3 separate regions of the Mus musculus genome follow, and regions 1 and 3 are each linked to region 2. Evidence: chromatin contacts called from public HiChIP or PLAC-seq and capture Hi-C data. All regions are on one chromosome and are shown on one strand. The core of a region is the stretch at or near the end of the contact, and the rest is flanking DNA. Distances in the headings are between cores, read along the strand shown.

Region 1 (4,438 bases), core at 228-2,727, 300 kb after region 2:
GTCGATCCAGTGGCTTCCTCCTGCCCGAGTGCTGTGTGCCCTAGGAGCACACGACCTTACTTCCCGCAGCCCAAACTTGTGCCAAGAGGCCCTGATCACATCCAGGGCTTCCTGAGACTTTGTCCAGGGGCTCAGGTTTGCCTGATGTATCCCCTGTGTGTTCTTGAGCCGTCAGCAGCCTGGGATGAGGCTGTGCCCTCAGGCTCATTCTCCCTGGGTTCCCAGCAAGTTCTCTGTCATTCATTTATCAATACCCTGGTGAACTTGAGGTGCTTCACGTCCCTGCTCCCACACTAGGGCACCCCCAATGGCTTGTTCTCTGCTGAGCAAGACGATCTCACACCTGTAGCCTGCAGCTGAGGGCTCCACAGCAGGACAGTGAGTGGAGCAGAGGAGAGAGGGAGGGAGAATTTACACCACTTATCTCAGTCTGTTTTAGTTTCATCCTCCAGTCCCTCTCTTGCTTTTGTTTTTTGAGACAGTCTCACTTTGTAACCTTGGCTGACCTGGAAGTCACTACGTTAGACAGCCCATAGACCAGACTTGCTCATAGAGATCAGCCTGCCTCTGCCTTCTGAGTTCTGGGATCCCAGGTGTGTGTCACCACGCCCAGCTCTGGTTCTAGTTAATGAGTAGTTATTGTTAACCTCTTGATGTGCCTGGTTTGCAAAATTTCTATTGGAGATGCATGTATATTAGAACAGCAACAGTATAATACATGTAGTTTTTGGTGCTAGCTGCACTGTAGGCATCTGTAGGGGTCTTGGTATATCCCTTGTGGATATGGGTGGCTGAATACTGGGTTTGAGTATTTAGCAAATGCTTAGCCTGCCCTTGATCCCATATCCTGGTGAGAAATGTGGTCCGATTGGGCAGGGAGGCCACAGTGGAAGACCTTCCATGCCTAGTGATTTTCCAGTATCCCCTGTGTCACACTGGGCAATTTGGGCTGACTGGCTGCTGGCTGAGCCTTCCCAGGAGGTGGTTACTGGGTGTTGTAAGAACATGGGTAAAATCTACTGCTTTCTCTCCAGGGATGGGCAACCCTGGGTGGGTCTCTGTGTGTGGCATACTAGCAAATGTAGAACATTATTTCCTTGCCTCCCTCTAATGTGGAGGAGGGGGGTGGGCGGAAGCACGCTTTGAAATGAAACAGCAAAGCATGCATGAGAGAGAGCAGAGTCTGAGAGAGGCCACAGGCCTGGTGCACGAAGCCTTATTTACAATTTAGTGCCACTTTTATTTCAGTTGCATGTGGGGGAGACAATACAATTTATCAGTGCTCTGGGCCTTCAAGATCCTTCCTAAACTGGAAACTGGAGATGTTTAGAGAAGAGCACAAGGGCCCAGCAATATTCACCACCTGGCACCAAAACTCACTGCCTGAAGAAAGAAGGTGGTGCAGGAAGTGACTGGCTGTTCCTCTCTCCTGTGGGCAGTACTCCCTCCCACTCAGAGAGTTTGTTTCTACTTTACATTTGGAGACATCTCTGGTTGCTTCAGTGGGGAGGAGTTGCCACCCTCCACTGGGTGGAAGCCAGGATCTAGGCCTGCGAGGCATTGTAGAATGCATAGCAGAGCAGAGCACAGCACAGCACTGGCAACTCACCCCGAATGTCAAGCACTTCAGGGCTTTTATGTGTAAATGGAGCTGTTTAATTTGGTGATTTAAGGTCTTCACATATGGGCCATACCATACACCTCGGTTGATCTTGTGGTTTTGTTTTGGTGGTGGTATTGGGGATAGAATCTAAGGTTTTGTACATAGTAGGCAACTGCTCTTCCACTGAGCCGTATTTGTAGCCCTGGGTTGTCTGTGTGACCTCCGGCTATTGCCAGTGTGAGCTGGAGGGAGTGGTGTAGTCTGCTCTCTTCATGCTGTGTGTAGAATCACTCCCTTGCACAGTTGCAGTCATGCTGTTCCCCCTGAGGCTCTGGAAGAAGTGGCCATTACCTGTGGTCACTGGCTCTTCCTGCTGTCTCCCGAGGCCAACCTTCTCTTCCTGTGTATTTTGGCCACCTGAGTTTTCCTCGAGTCTCTTGAGAACCCTCATCCAAGAGGAAATCAATCACACCCAGGGTTAATGTCACTCCTTTCTTGGGATCTTGTCTTCAGAGCCACAGATCTCTGCATACAGTGCCCATGAGCACCTCCGCAACCATTAGCCTAGCACTCTCATGACAGTTGACACGGCTGACTAGTTTTTTAGCCTTTTATCTTCTGTTTTATGAGACTTAAGTGCAGTGACTGTGTCTGGACTTGGATATCCCAAGCTTCCCTTATCTTCCCAGGAGTCTTTGCATCCTGGGGGCTCACAGGTCCTGGCAGCTTCTGGGTGTTGCTAGATAGGCCTCCCGCTGATGGCAGCTCTGTCCTTGCAGGCTGATCTCTTCGTTATGAGCTGGCTGCTGGGTTACATGGACCCCACAGAGCCCAGCTTTGTGGCGGCTGTGATCACCATTGTGTTCAACCCACTCTTCTGGAATGTGGTGAGTACCATTGCGCTCACACCACAATGGCTAGCTGCTGAGGCTGGTGCGGTGGGATCACTGCTACCATAAGCCAGACACACGGACAGTGGGCTAGTGCCTTCCCACCATGCCTGTCACCATCCTCTTCCCTTCTTCCCTCTCAGGGTGGCACTCAGTGAGTGCACACTGAACGAGGGGAGACTCTCACTTTCGTGGAGGCCAAGGGACCGGTGTCAAGGTGACCTAGGGTATTGCATGGGGGAGGCCTCCCACCTGTTGCCGACCTTCTCACTAGGGGGCCTGAGCTGTCTGGGAGCTTATGACACAAGGACTAGTGGAAATGGAGGCCTGAGTGCTCACTGAGGCAGAGCCTGGGGTATCCTGTGATTGCCCGGGAGCTAGTCTGTAGAAGGCTGTGCTTGGTGGCATCAGCACACTGATCCTAGACTACTGTCAGTCCAGCTGTACCAGGGCGGAACACTGTATTCTTTTTCTCTAGTTTATGGCTTAGGCCTTTTTTCCACCTGGTGGGTGAGGGCAGGGATGCTTGGCACAGAGCCACCACCTTCTGAATGTTTTGTCCCTACAGTTCTGAACATACTGGACCTTCTGAGGAGGGGGCTCCTGGCAGGGGTACAGAGGACAGACAAGACCACTGTGACCTCCTTGCTCCTGAGAAACCACGGCCTTGGAGTGTACTGCTAGAGTGTGCCAGTGCTGGCCCTGGTTTCCTGACAGCCTTCTTCTGGCAAAGCTAGACACATGGTGCTCTGTGCCCTTAACCTGTCCTACGCCTAGGAGCCAGCCTGCCAGGCTGCAGGACACTCTAGGGGACAAACACTGATCTCAAGCCATGTGAGAATGTTTCTGATGCTTTAAAGGAGCCAGAGGAAGCTAGTCCAGGGCACTAAAGAAGCTTCTGGCCTGGCCAGGAGACACCTCACTCCTAACTCACTCTCCGTTAGATGTGGTGTGCACAGGGCTCTCCTGCAGGAAGCTGCTGGACTACATAGCTGGATGGAGCCTGTGTTCTCTCTTCCAGGAGGCCTAGGCTGATTAGCATTTGCCAGAGTGTGGCCTGAGCACAGGGAGAGCCGCTGGCCAAGTGCAGTGGGCATTGGGAGTACTTTGTCTGAGTTCCCTTTGTTCATCTCCCACTGACCCTTGAAGCAATATGTTTCTGCCCACTTAATTTTGAAGCTGCGTTTCATCCACAGGAACAGCCCCAACAGCCCAAATAGACGAGAGCCGAGTGTCTGTGCGTTTATCATAAGCGGTTCCTTTTTATTTTTTGTGGTCATACGATTTTGGTTTACCTCGTTTTGAAAAGCATTGTTCCTTGGAAAGACGTCTAGTCATTAGTGGAAGAACGAGTGAGCTCTTCATGCTCGGTTTGGAATGAGAAAAATGGCATCGTGTTACGGTTGGGCCAGCCACAGCGCAGAGGAGATGAGGTGGCATCTGGATGCAGGAGGACAGGAGCCGGAAGCCTAGCTCTGTGCTTGGTGGGGACAGGAAACTGCACAGTGAGCAGGGGTACGCTCAAAGGGTGGCACAGGGTCTTCTGGCTGCAGTCCTGGGCATGGCTCACTGTGCTCAGGCTTCCTGCCTGGCAACTCAGCAAGGTGGCATGGCAAGGCGCTGCCATTCTCATTGGAGGAATCAGGTTGGAGGGGGATTTTAGCACCTTTCTGTTGCTTTAACACAGCAGTTCTTATCACAGCACCTTTGGGGGTGGGGGTGGGGGTTAAACGACCCTTTCACAAAGGTTGCATATCAGATATGCTGTATTATCAGATATTTACATCATGATTCATAACGGTAGCAAAATTACAGTTATGAAGTAGCAACAAAAATAATCTTATGTTTGGGGTCGCCACAACATGGGGATCTGTATTGAAAGGTCACATCATTAGGGAGGTTGAACAGAGTAACTGGTGCGGAGAGCTGTGTAGAAGGGAGATGG
Region 2 (4,332 bases), core at 968-3,467:
TATAGACCTCAGCTTGCTCTCTGCTCACCCTGATGCAAAGGATTCAGCCCACGAACAGCCAAGTGAAACAGTGCGTGGACAGGAAAAGGAGGATGAGCCCGAGGCCTCTGTGTCCACATCTCCCTGTATGTCTACATGCTCCAGTCTGGGCTCTTACAGCCCATCCGTCAGGGTCTATGGAGGCATCAGCAGGGTAGCCATGGTTGGTTACACATCATTGTCCCTGGCTTGCTCAGCTTCAGAGCCACACCCTTCCATGGGGTGGGGTTGTTATGGACTGAAAGTTCCAACCTTTTGAACCTGCCTTGGTTTTTGTGGCAATTAGCTCTCCTGCTGAAGCTATCTCAGGGTCCCCCACTGCCTGTAATCTCATCCAGGCTGGACATGGTGGCACATGCTTTTAATTCCAGCACTTGGAAGTCGAGGCAGTCAGATTTCTGAGTTCAGGGGCTAGCCTGGTCTACCTAGTGAGTTCCAGACAACTGGGGCTACACAGAAAGACCCTGTCTCAGAAAACAAAACAAAACTCCCTCCCACAAAGAAAATGCAAAGCAAAAGAAGCCACTCCAGTTTGTGCCAGGAATCTGAACAAAGGCAACATGTGCTTCTCCTGCCTTGGTGGGAGCTTTCCCAAGTCCCACACTGAGTCAGTTTCATGACACCCACCCACGGGGCTTTCTATTTACCCACAGTTTCTTGTCAGTCATTTCTTTTGGCTACTTGTTATGGTAGAGAGGCTCAATGAGGCAGTGTCCAGATGCCATTTAGTAGAAGGGCTCTTGACTCACTCACGGAGGTAAATACTTTTATTGTTTGAAAGTTAATCTCCTGATTCAGATTGCTTGGTAGGAAGAACAGTTTGGCTTAACTCCGGGTTTGATGCTTAAATGAAACTGGTCCCTAAAACTACCTTTAGCTTCTGTTTTCTTGGCTTTTTCTGGCATTCATTTCTTCCTTCCTTCCTTCTTTTTCTTTTTTAAAGATTTATTTATTTATTATATGTAAGTACACTGTAGTTGTCTTCAGACACACCAGAAGATGGCATCAGATCCCATTACAGATAGTTGTGAGCCACCATGTGGTTGCTGGGATTTGAACTCAGGACCTTCGGAAGAGCACTTGGTGCCCTTAAGCACTGAGCCATCTCTCCAGTTCTCTCTCTTTCTCTCTCTCTCTTTTTGAGATTTATTTATGTATTTCATGTATGTGTGTACGTTGTCACTATCTTCAGACACACCAGAAGAGAGCATCAGATTCCATTACAGAAGGTTGTGAGCTACCATGTGGTTGCTGGGAATTGAACTCAGACCTCTGGGAGAGCAGTCAGTGCTCTTAACCACTAGGCCATTCCTCCAGCCCCTGGTACTCATTTGAAACAGAGAAATACGTCTCAAATGAGGACCTAGGACATCCGAGATTGGTCAGCACTCTGAAACTGCTTTTCTGTGTGATGTTGAGTAGGTCGTGTCCTACTTGTTTATGTATTTGAATTACAGGTTCTTCAGGTTCATTCCCAGTCCTGCAATGTAAGGATAAATTTTATAAGACAAAAGATGACTTTCAGTGCCAGGCGGTGGTGGCGCACGCCTTTAATCTCAGCACTTGGGAGGCAGAGGCAGGCGGATTTCTGAGTTCGAGGCCAGCCTGGTCTACAAAGTGAGTTCCAGGACAGCCAGGGCTACACAGAGAAACCCTGTCTCGAAAAACTAAAAAAAAACCAAACCAAACCAAACTAAACCAAACCAAACAAACAAACAGCAAAAAAAAGGTGACTTTCAGTTTGTCTCGAAACTTTTACCCCTCCATAGGGGTAGTCTTAAGAATCCAATTTATATGTGTGTATATATTTATACATTTATACATATACTTCATACATTTACTTACAGTTATGATTATAGTAAATTTATTTGTATATGTTATATGTATAACAAATATTGTATATTTGCTTTCTGATGTTTTCATTGAGATATGGTTTTCCTTTTTGGTTTTTTGAGATGGGGCCTTATGTTTTTCCTATAGGAAATACAATGTACAAATCTTAGTTGATGCATTCTTGACAAATGTGTATGTTTGTAGTCTGCACCCTGCCAAGATGTGGACAGTCAACCTCACACAAGGCTGGTTGGGTTTTGTTTTGATGCTGTTCAGGGCAGGCTTCCTGTCAGCACACCTGCAGAGGCAGCCGCTGATCTTGTCTGTCTCTGGAGGTGAGGTGCAGCTGAGTGGAGTCACATGACGTGTGCTCTTTTGTGCTGTCTTTTTGCCCTGAGAAACCCTATACCTGTATGGTATTTTCACCACTTGCTACTCTGAAAGGTCATGAAGTTTGGCTTCCTTCCAGTCTCCCTGAGCTGCTAGGGTTGAGAAGTGAGGGCCCTCTGCCAGGGGCCCACCATATTGTCTGCTGAATGTGCTGGACGAGATGGAAACAACAGTTTGGTTTCCAGATTCTAGGTTGAATTTGTTTCTATAATTGTTGGTGTCACAGTCTCTCTTGTCAGCTGGGCACATTCAGTCTGCCAGCAGAGAAGACTAACTCTGACACCCGAAAATGTCACTTGCAATGGCATGTTTCTAAAATGGTGTCCTTGGGACGCACTCCTCTCAGTTTCCTATGTACATAGGACAGACGGCTCCACAGGTGAGCAGTGTCAGAAGGGAATCGAGGAGGTGGAGAGCCTTGCTGAACTCAGGCTCAGTGTGTCTGTGGGCTTCACTGCTGGTGGTTGCGTCTTATGTTTGTTTGTCTTCAGAGTCCATAACATTGGTTTCACCCTGGTTTTTGCCTTCGCTGACTTGGTCTAGCCCTGGTCTGCCTGACCAGTTGCTCTTAGCTGGCCTCTTTCCCTGTTCTCCTTCCCTTTCTATATTGTATGCCCCATATGTGGGACAAACCTGTTGGGAACTTCCTGGGATTCTCCCTCTCCTGAACGGCTTATAAATGCTGCTGGTGTAGGAGGCCCTCCCTGGCTGGGCTCCTGCCTGTCTCTTCCTTGCAGGCGCTGTGCATGCGCTGTGCTGTTCTTGTGCTCTCCCTGGCTGTGTGTAGCGTGTTATGGCTCCTGTGCAGTGGTCTCACTTGCTTGTGTTTTAGATCCATAATCCCTTCCTGGTCTACTTTAGGACCTTATGCTGACAACAATTCCTAATCTGCAGTGGTATGGCATTTCATATGTATTTGATAGATATTTGACTATTTAAGTGTGGTCATTATTAGCCTTTGGTTCTGGTATTGGGTTGAGTGGCCTCTCTAGGTGTCAGTATACATACAAGCTTCCTGTTTTCTATGTGGAAAATATGTCAGAGAGGAGGAATAGGGATGTACCCTGACAGTGTACTGGTGGGAGGAAGGGACGAATCATGTTTATCCCTCTGGGTATTGGAGGAAGCTGGCTCTCACTGCACTGCTCAGTGGGCTTTAGGCTCCGGCACACAGCTTATGTGTTTGGAACCAAGACTATTTCTTGTTTTGCAGCTTTCTCTCTGGGAGTTTTAAGGACATGGTCCTAAAAGTGGGCTGTGTAATTTTACCTCTTTCATGACTTTCTCAGAATCAAAAACCCCAGCAGGATTGAAGCCCAGTGTGGCCCACAGCACAGCCTGCTGGGGGTGTCATCTCCCTCCCCTGGCTTCCTGAGGAGTTGTATCTGGGGAAGGACATCGAGATCCGGTGTGGACTGGTTTGCCCATCTATATGCATACTACCTAGCACAGGTTTTATCTTGGGTCAGGACCCAGGTGAAGCAAGAACTCCCTTCCCAAAGAAGTAGTCAGTTGCTTTTTGGGAATTGTGGTCCTCTGTTCCCTCACGGCTGAGAAAGTGTCAAGGGAGACCATCTCCAGCACCTTTTAGAAAGATCACTAAAAATCAACTGTGTTTTACTGAGTCTCATGCCAGTGCACAGAGCAACTCTTTAGACTTGTGGTTTTATTTTGGCAAAGTATACATGCAAATAATACAATATTTGTCACCACCACCACATGTTAAGTATAGAATTCAATGGTACATACATTCAAAGTACATTCACATTTAATGTCCTTGTGCAGCGGCCACAACCATCATTTCCAGAAGCTTTTTAAAATCTTTCCCCACAAGCCGGGTGTGGTGGCTCATGCCTTTAATCCCAGTACTTGGGAGGCAGAGGCAGGCAGATTTCTGAGTTCGAGGCCAGCCTGGTCTACAGAGTGAGTTCCAGGACAGTCAGGGCTAGACAGAGAAACCCTTTCTCAAAAAAACAAAACCAAAACGAAACAAAACAACAACAACAACAAAAAAAAACCTTTCCCCACAAAATTGTGTGCCCATTAAACACTAACTCTACACTCCCTCAT
Region 3 (4,833 bases), core at 1,848-4,347, 440 kb after region 2:
TTCATGCTCTCACCCGGCCTTGGGGGAGGGCTGCTCTGAGAATCCAGGTTTCTGAACAAGTCAGAGAAGTTCCCTGCCCCATCCTCCCAGCAGTCTCTGGGAACCTTATCCTTGTACCGTTCTCAACAAAGGTCACCAATACAGCAGAGGCCTGTGGGTGTCAGCCCATCCGCGTACCTCAGTATCCCCCACACAGCAATGTTGGCTCCTCTGCTGTGGTGTTCTAGTGTTTGGACTCCACACATGTGTGCTAAGTGTCTGCAGGCACTGTAGGGCTTCCCACTGCGTGCATGAGGCGGGGGGGGGGGGGTGGGGGGGTGGGGGGGGTGGGGGTGTGGGGGGGAGGCCGCATAGTGGGGGGGGTGGGCTGGGGGACTGGAGCCCCGCTTCTCTATTTCATCCTGGGTTTTCAGGATCGCTCATGTGGAAGGGACTCTAGATGGCTCCTGTTTGTCTGTGTTCACCGCTGTATGGGAGGCAGTGGAATGGTTGAACCATCTTGTCTTGCTGATGGGCACTAGGGTGGCTGTGGGGTTGCCAATGCATCAGAGTTTGGAGCATGCATGTCCTCCCAAGACTTGCTGCTATAGTGAAGCTGTGGAACCTTTAGGTGGCGTTGAAAGCCCTTGAGGCCAGTTCGAGACCCTGTCCCTTCCTTTCTCTTTCCTTCCTGGCTGCTAGGAAGTGAGCAGCTCCCCAGCTCCCTCCGCTGTGTGCCCCTACGGCTTGTGCTATCTCACCACAGGCCCCACAGACAACAGGCTCTGTGGCTTGAGCCCAAGCCGGTCTCTCCTCCATGTCAGTTGTTTGGTTCAGTGAGAGAACACTGAGTAGTATACTGTCAGAGATGGTGGCTCTGGTTCCCCAAAAGAAATGCTAGGCAGAGGGCACGGACCATTTGGTTTGGGGGTGCTCTCGGCCAAAGGAAAATGTTCTGCTATTATCTCAATGAAAGTTACCCTGTGGTTGTCTCTTGAGGTAGGACCTGGAGGGGTTCTGGCTTGGTATTACTGAGGCAGCAGCTAGTCTAGTGGAGAGCACTGACACCTGAAGACCCCCCTATTCACTCGTGGGGTCACCAGCAGGAGGCCTCACGACCTCCTGAAGGCTGAGCATCCTCAGGGTGTGTGGCAGCTGGCTCTTCAGAGTGAGGGACACACAAGCTAGAAGGGCACCCTACAGCACCTTACTACCTCAGGAATCCCAGCCTTCACCCCCACCCTCCTCCCCCCTGGATGAACAGACTGGCCTGATCCAGTATGGGCAGTGACAACCAGGAGTGAGACCTGTCGAGGGTCGCATTGGAAGCTGGTCACTGCTCTGGTACCCGCAGCTCACACATCTCCAAGGTCCTGTAAAGAACCATACAGAGTAAGAAGACAGAGGCAGGGCTTAGGCACACCCACTCCCATGGGTAGAGGCTGCCCTGAGGATATAGGTTCCCCTAAGGTCCAGACAGGGCCTTCCGAATATAGAAGGATGTGTGGGCCAGGCGGGGATATCACTGATACAAATGAGTTGGGCAGAATCAAGGCTAACTAAAAGGTATTCAAAAGCCTCTGTCTTATAGAAGGTTGTGCCAAACTTTGCCCCACAGGCCTGTGCCCACAAGCTGACTTTAGGCTACACATGTATGCAATCTCTAGAACTGCTTCCAGGGGATCTACATCCTGGTGCCTATCCTTGTTCACTCTCTCCCATGTAGGCCCACACCTAGTGACTTGCTTCCAGTAAACAGAATTGCACAAAGATGGCAGATTCCCTTCCAAGACACAGCTATGGGAGACTGGGAGACTGTAACTCCCATCACATGTGGGTGGCCCGGACCCTGTACCCTCACTGGGTGGCTAAAAGGGTTGGCTCTCTGGTGAGGTCATTTGGCAAGCATGTGAGTGAGGCTTCTAGCCACCACCCAACAAGGGGCCAAGTCAGGCAGGAGCTTGAGAGCAGTCCTCTCCCACTGGACCCCCAGAAGGGCTGGGAGCTCCTCCCCACAGCACCCCAGCCTCGGCGTCCCTCTGGAGCCCTAGGGTCTGGAATTGGACACTTCTTGATCCATAGATGCTACTGTTTGGTGAAACTGCCAGGCTGCTTTTGTGGGCTTGGGGTGTGGCTCAGTGGTAGAAAACTTGCCTAGTGCCTGTGAGGTGGGGAGTCAGCCGGTGAGAATCCACATGAAGCAAGATTAGTGGGAGCGTGACAGTCACTGCAACTGAGTGAAGCCAGCTGCTCCCCCTACTCTGAGCTCCTTCAAGGTTTCCATGATGAAAGCGAGGCTGCGGTGCTGAGATGCTGACGTCTGCTTCCCAGTTCAGTAGGTTTGGCTTCTGCTCAGACAACGTTTGCTCTAAAATAAAAAATCAGTCAACCACTTGATGCAAATATCTTTTCCCTCAGGTCTTTTCCACCGGCAGCCCCTCAGCCTGGCTTCACTGGCTCTCCTTCTCAGCGGCAGCTCTGCTTCCAAGCAGGACCCCCAGATGCTCTGCGCTGCTCCGACATGCTTAGACATTTGCTGTTTGTCTAAAAACATCAGCTCCATAGGTAGTGCTCCCATGTCTGCTCCCTGCCGTCTCCTCCCGTAAAGGGTGCCTACCAGTGAGACGGCTTATCAAGTGAAGGTGTCTGCTGCCAAGCCCTAAGATAGGATCAATGGCCAGGACCCACGTGATGTCAACAAAGTACTAAATGTCAAATTGCCTCTGACTTCCACATTCATAGACTGGTGTGTGTGTGTGGGGGGGGGGGGGGAGGTGGTGTACCACATACAAATAAGTAAACACATGTTTGTTTGTTTGTTTGTTTGTTTGTTTAAAAAAAGACAGAGATGGACAGGACAAAGGGAATGAGTACCCTACATTCCTTCTGGAGTGTGGTCTGCTGTGTGTGAATGAGTCACTGGAGTTCACAAATGCATTCCTCCATGAGCGCGTGCAGGAGCGCTTGCACACACACACACAAGAGGGCGGGGGGGGGGGGAGAGAGAGAAAGAGAGAGAGAGAGAATGAATTGGGGAATTTACCTACAGCCCAGGGGCAGCTAGGGCCACTGTCTGCCTGCTTCTAATCTGCCCTTTGACCTGGCTCTCAAGCTCTTTGACTCTGACAAGCTTCTAATTTGACTCTCTGATTGTACTCCCTCCCAGAGGTGGAATTTAGGGCTCAGTTTTACCTACATTGTCCAACCCAGCCCCTCCCCTGACCGTAAAAACCTAAAGTAGAAGCTCAAAGTCACACAGCAGACAAGGGTGCAGACTGGCTTCCTGGGCCACCAAGCACTGCTTGGCTTCTAGGGGAGTGTTTGGTGACATGCAGACCCTGGGATTGCTCTGAACAATCAACTTGCCACACCTACCTGAAATATCTCCATCACACCTGACCTCAGCACCAGCCTCCCACAAGAGCCAGGCGGTTTCTCTTCTGAAAGATTACAAACCCACTGTCCCTGGCACCTTGGAGAGTCCCTAACTGATACTGCTGGGTCCCCAGTGTTACCCTCCTCCTCCTCCGGATATCAGGAGCATAATAGCCTTAGCTGAATAAATAGAATATGGTTCTAAGCCACATTGGATGGAGTGATGGGGAGGTCGTGAAACATGTAGACTGAGAGCCAGGTGCCAAGTCATGGTCAGGGTTTCAGTGGGTAGAAAGGGGAGGTGGGCAAAGTCCCAGCCCAGGAGAATGAAGGTGGAGAAGAGTGGTTGGGGTTGGGGGAGGGGAGGGGTGTGCTTGATTAGATGTGTCTGCAGCCTCCTTCCACGGAAATCATCCCCTTTCCTTTTGTTGTGAACGAATATATGGGGGAAAGGTCCTGGGGATGATGTAATGTTCCATTGCTCATCACAGTTCAATATTCATTCCTCGATTCCGTCTGCAAAGCCTTGCACTTCTCTCTCCGTGGGCAGGTTATAATTGGAAGTTACCACCGTTTGTCTATATGCTCACAGCATCTCTGATTTGGCTGGCAGAATCAGCTTCAGGGTGGTTCCTGTACTGTTCCGACACAACATTCTTCTAGGTTATTATAACGATTCAATGTAACACTTGAGATTGGATCTTCCCTGTGTGCCTGGATGGAGCCATTTGTCCAAGATACCTGATGGAGTGGAATAGTAAAACCTAGACCCGGGGCTAGGATGCAGCTCAGCAGGGGCCCTTGGCTCCTCCCCTCACACGGAGTGGGCGTGGCCTGTGCTGTAGGACTTCACAGTCAACAGAGAGTACTTCCCCACCAAAAGCCACTCAGGATTCTTCAGGCTTTGTCCTCTCTGGATTTGCGACTCTCTCCTCCCCGTCTCTGTGGCCCTGGCTCCTGGCTCAGCTACACGCCTTCTTCTTACAGATATTCAGACTGTGACACTCGGGTTCAGGTTCTGCAGCCTCCTTGAGATTCCATGAACATCCTCCCCCTGTGTGGTCCAAAACCAGAGAGACTTTCTGGGCTCCTGAGAGGAGCGGCTGCACCTTTACCCAGCAACAACCCCAGTTCTGGGAATCAGACATTCCCAGGGACAATGGGAGGGTGGGGCAATAGGAGGGTGGATTTGAATAGTGGTTTTGTTGTAGACAGATGGGCAAAGATTTTGTATTAGGGTTCTCTAGAGTCACAGAACTTATGGAATGAATCTCATCTCACCCCCCCCCCATCTATATGAAATTTATTGGAATGATTTACAGGCTGCAGTCTAACGAAGCCAGCAATGACTAGCCATGAAGTCCAAGAATCTAGCAGTTTCTCAGTCCTGCGAGTCTGGGCATCTCATCTGGGCTTCTGTACTGGAAACCTGAAGAAATAGGCTCCAATGCCAATAAAGGAATGGATGTGCTAGTAAGG

What was found. HiChIP or PLAC-seq counts read pairs in DNA pulled down with a chosen protein or histone mark. Capture Hi-C pulls out chosen DNA fragments and counts their contacts.
Region 1: an H3K27ac HiChIP or PLAC-seq map of double positive thymocytes shows a contact between it and region 2, with 6 read pairs. The contact joins two enhancer-like sites. A contact is called at or near these places in 5 of 39 promoter capture datasets (the HPC-7 cell line, macrophages, neutrophils and 2 more), 1 of 115 datasets of contacts at active chromatin or transcription factors (double positive thymocytes) and 2 of 9 other capture datasets (adipose tissue and pancreatic islet).
Region 3: a contact with region 2 is called in a capture Hi-C map of embryonic stem cells, with 3 times the contacts expected there. The contact joins two enhancer-like sites. A contact is called at or near these places in 1 of 115 datasets of contacts at active chromatin or transcription factors (pancreatic cancer cells) and 1 of 9 other capture datasets (embryonic stem cells).

Annotation. Positions count from the first base shown.
Region 1 is chr11:60,029,765-60,034,202 of GRCm38.p6, reverse strand. Pemt (phosphatidylethanolamine N-methyltransferase) reads left to right here. Exons shown (of 7, transcript NM_008819.3): 2 at 2,383-2,490. The coding sequence starts at 2,398. Among named protein-coding and RNA genes, the nearest start is that of Pemt, 5.0 kb to the left of the region's middle. Within about 2 kb of position 1,477, at least 54 of the 459 cell types and tissues checked have an H3K27ac peak or open chromatin away from gene starts, as enhancers often do. A contact at or near this core is called in double positive thymocytes, where this site is marked.
Region 2 is chr11:60,332,301-60,336,632 of GRCm38.p6, reverse strand. All of the region lies in intron 1 of Tom1l2 (target of myb1-like 2 (chicken)), which reads left to right. Among named protein-coding and RNA genes, the nearest start is that of Tom1l2, 18 kb to the left of the region's middle. Within about 2 kb of position 2,217, at least 49 of the 459 cell types and tissues checked have an H3K27ac peak or open chromatin away from gene starts, as enhancers often do. A contact at or near this core is called in double positive thymocytes and embryonic stem cells, where this site is marked.
Region 3 is chr11:59,892,940-59,897,772 of GRCm38.p6, reverse strand. No RefSeq gene overlaps it. Among named protein-coding and RNA genes, the nearest start is that of 1810063I02Rik, 26 kb to the left of the region's middle. Within about 2 kb of position 3,097, at least 33 of the 459 cell types and tissues checked have an H3K27ac peak or open chromatin away from gene starts, as enhancers often do. A contact at or near this core is called in embryonic stem cells, where this site is marked.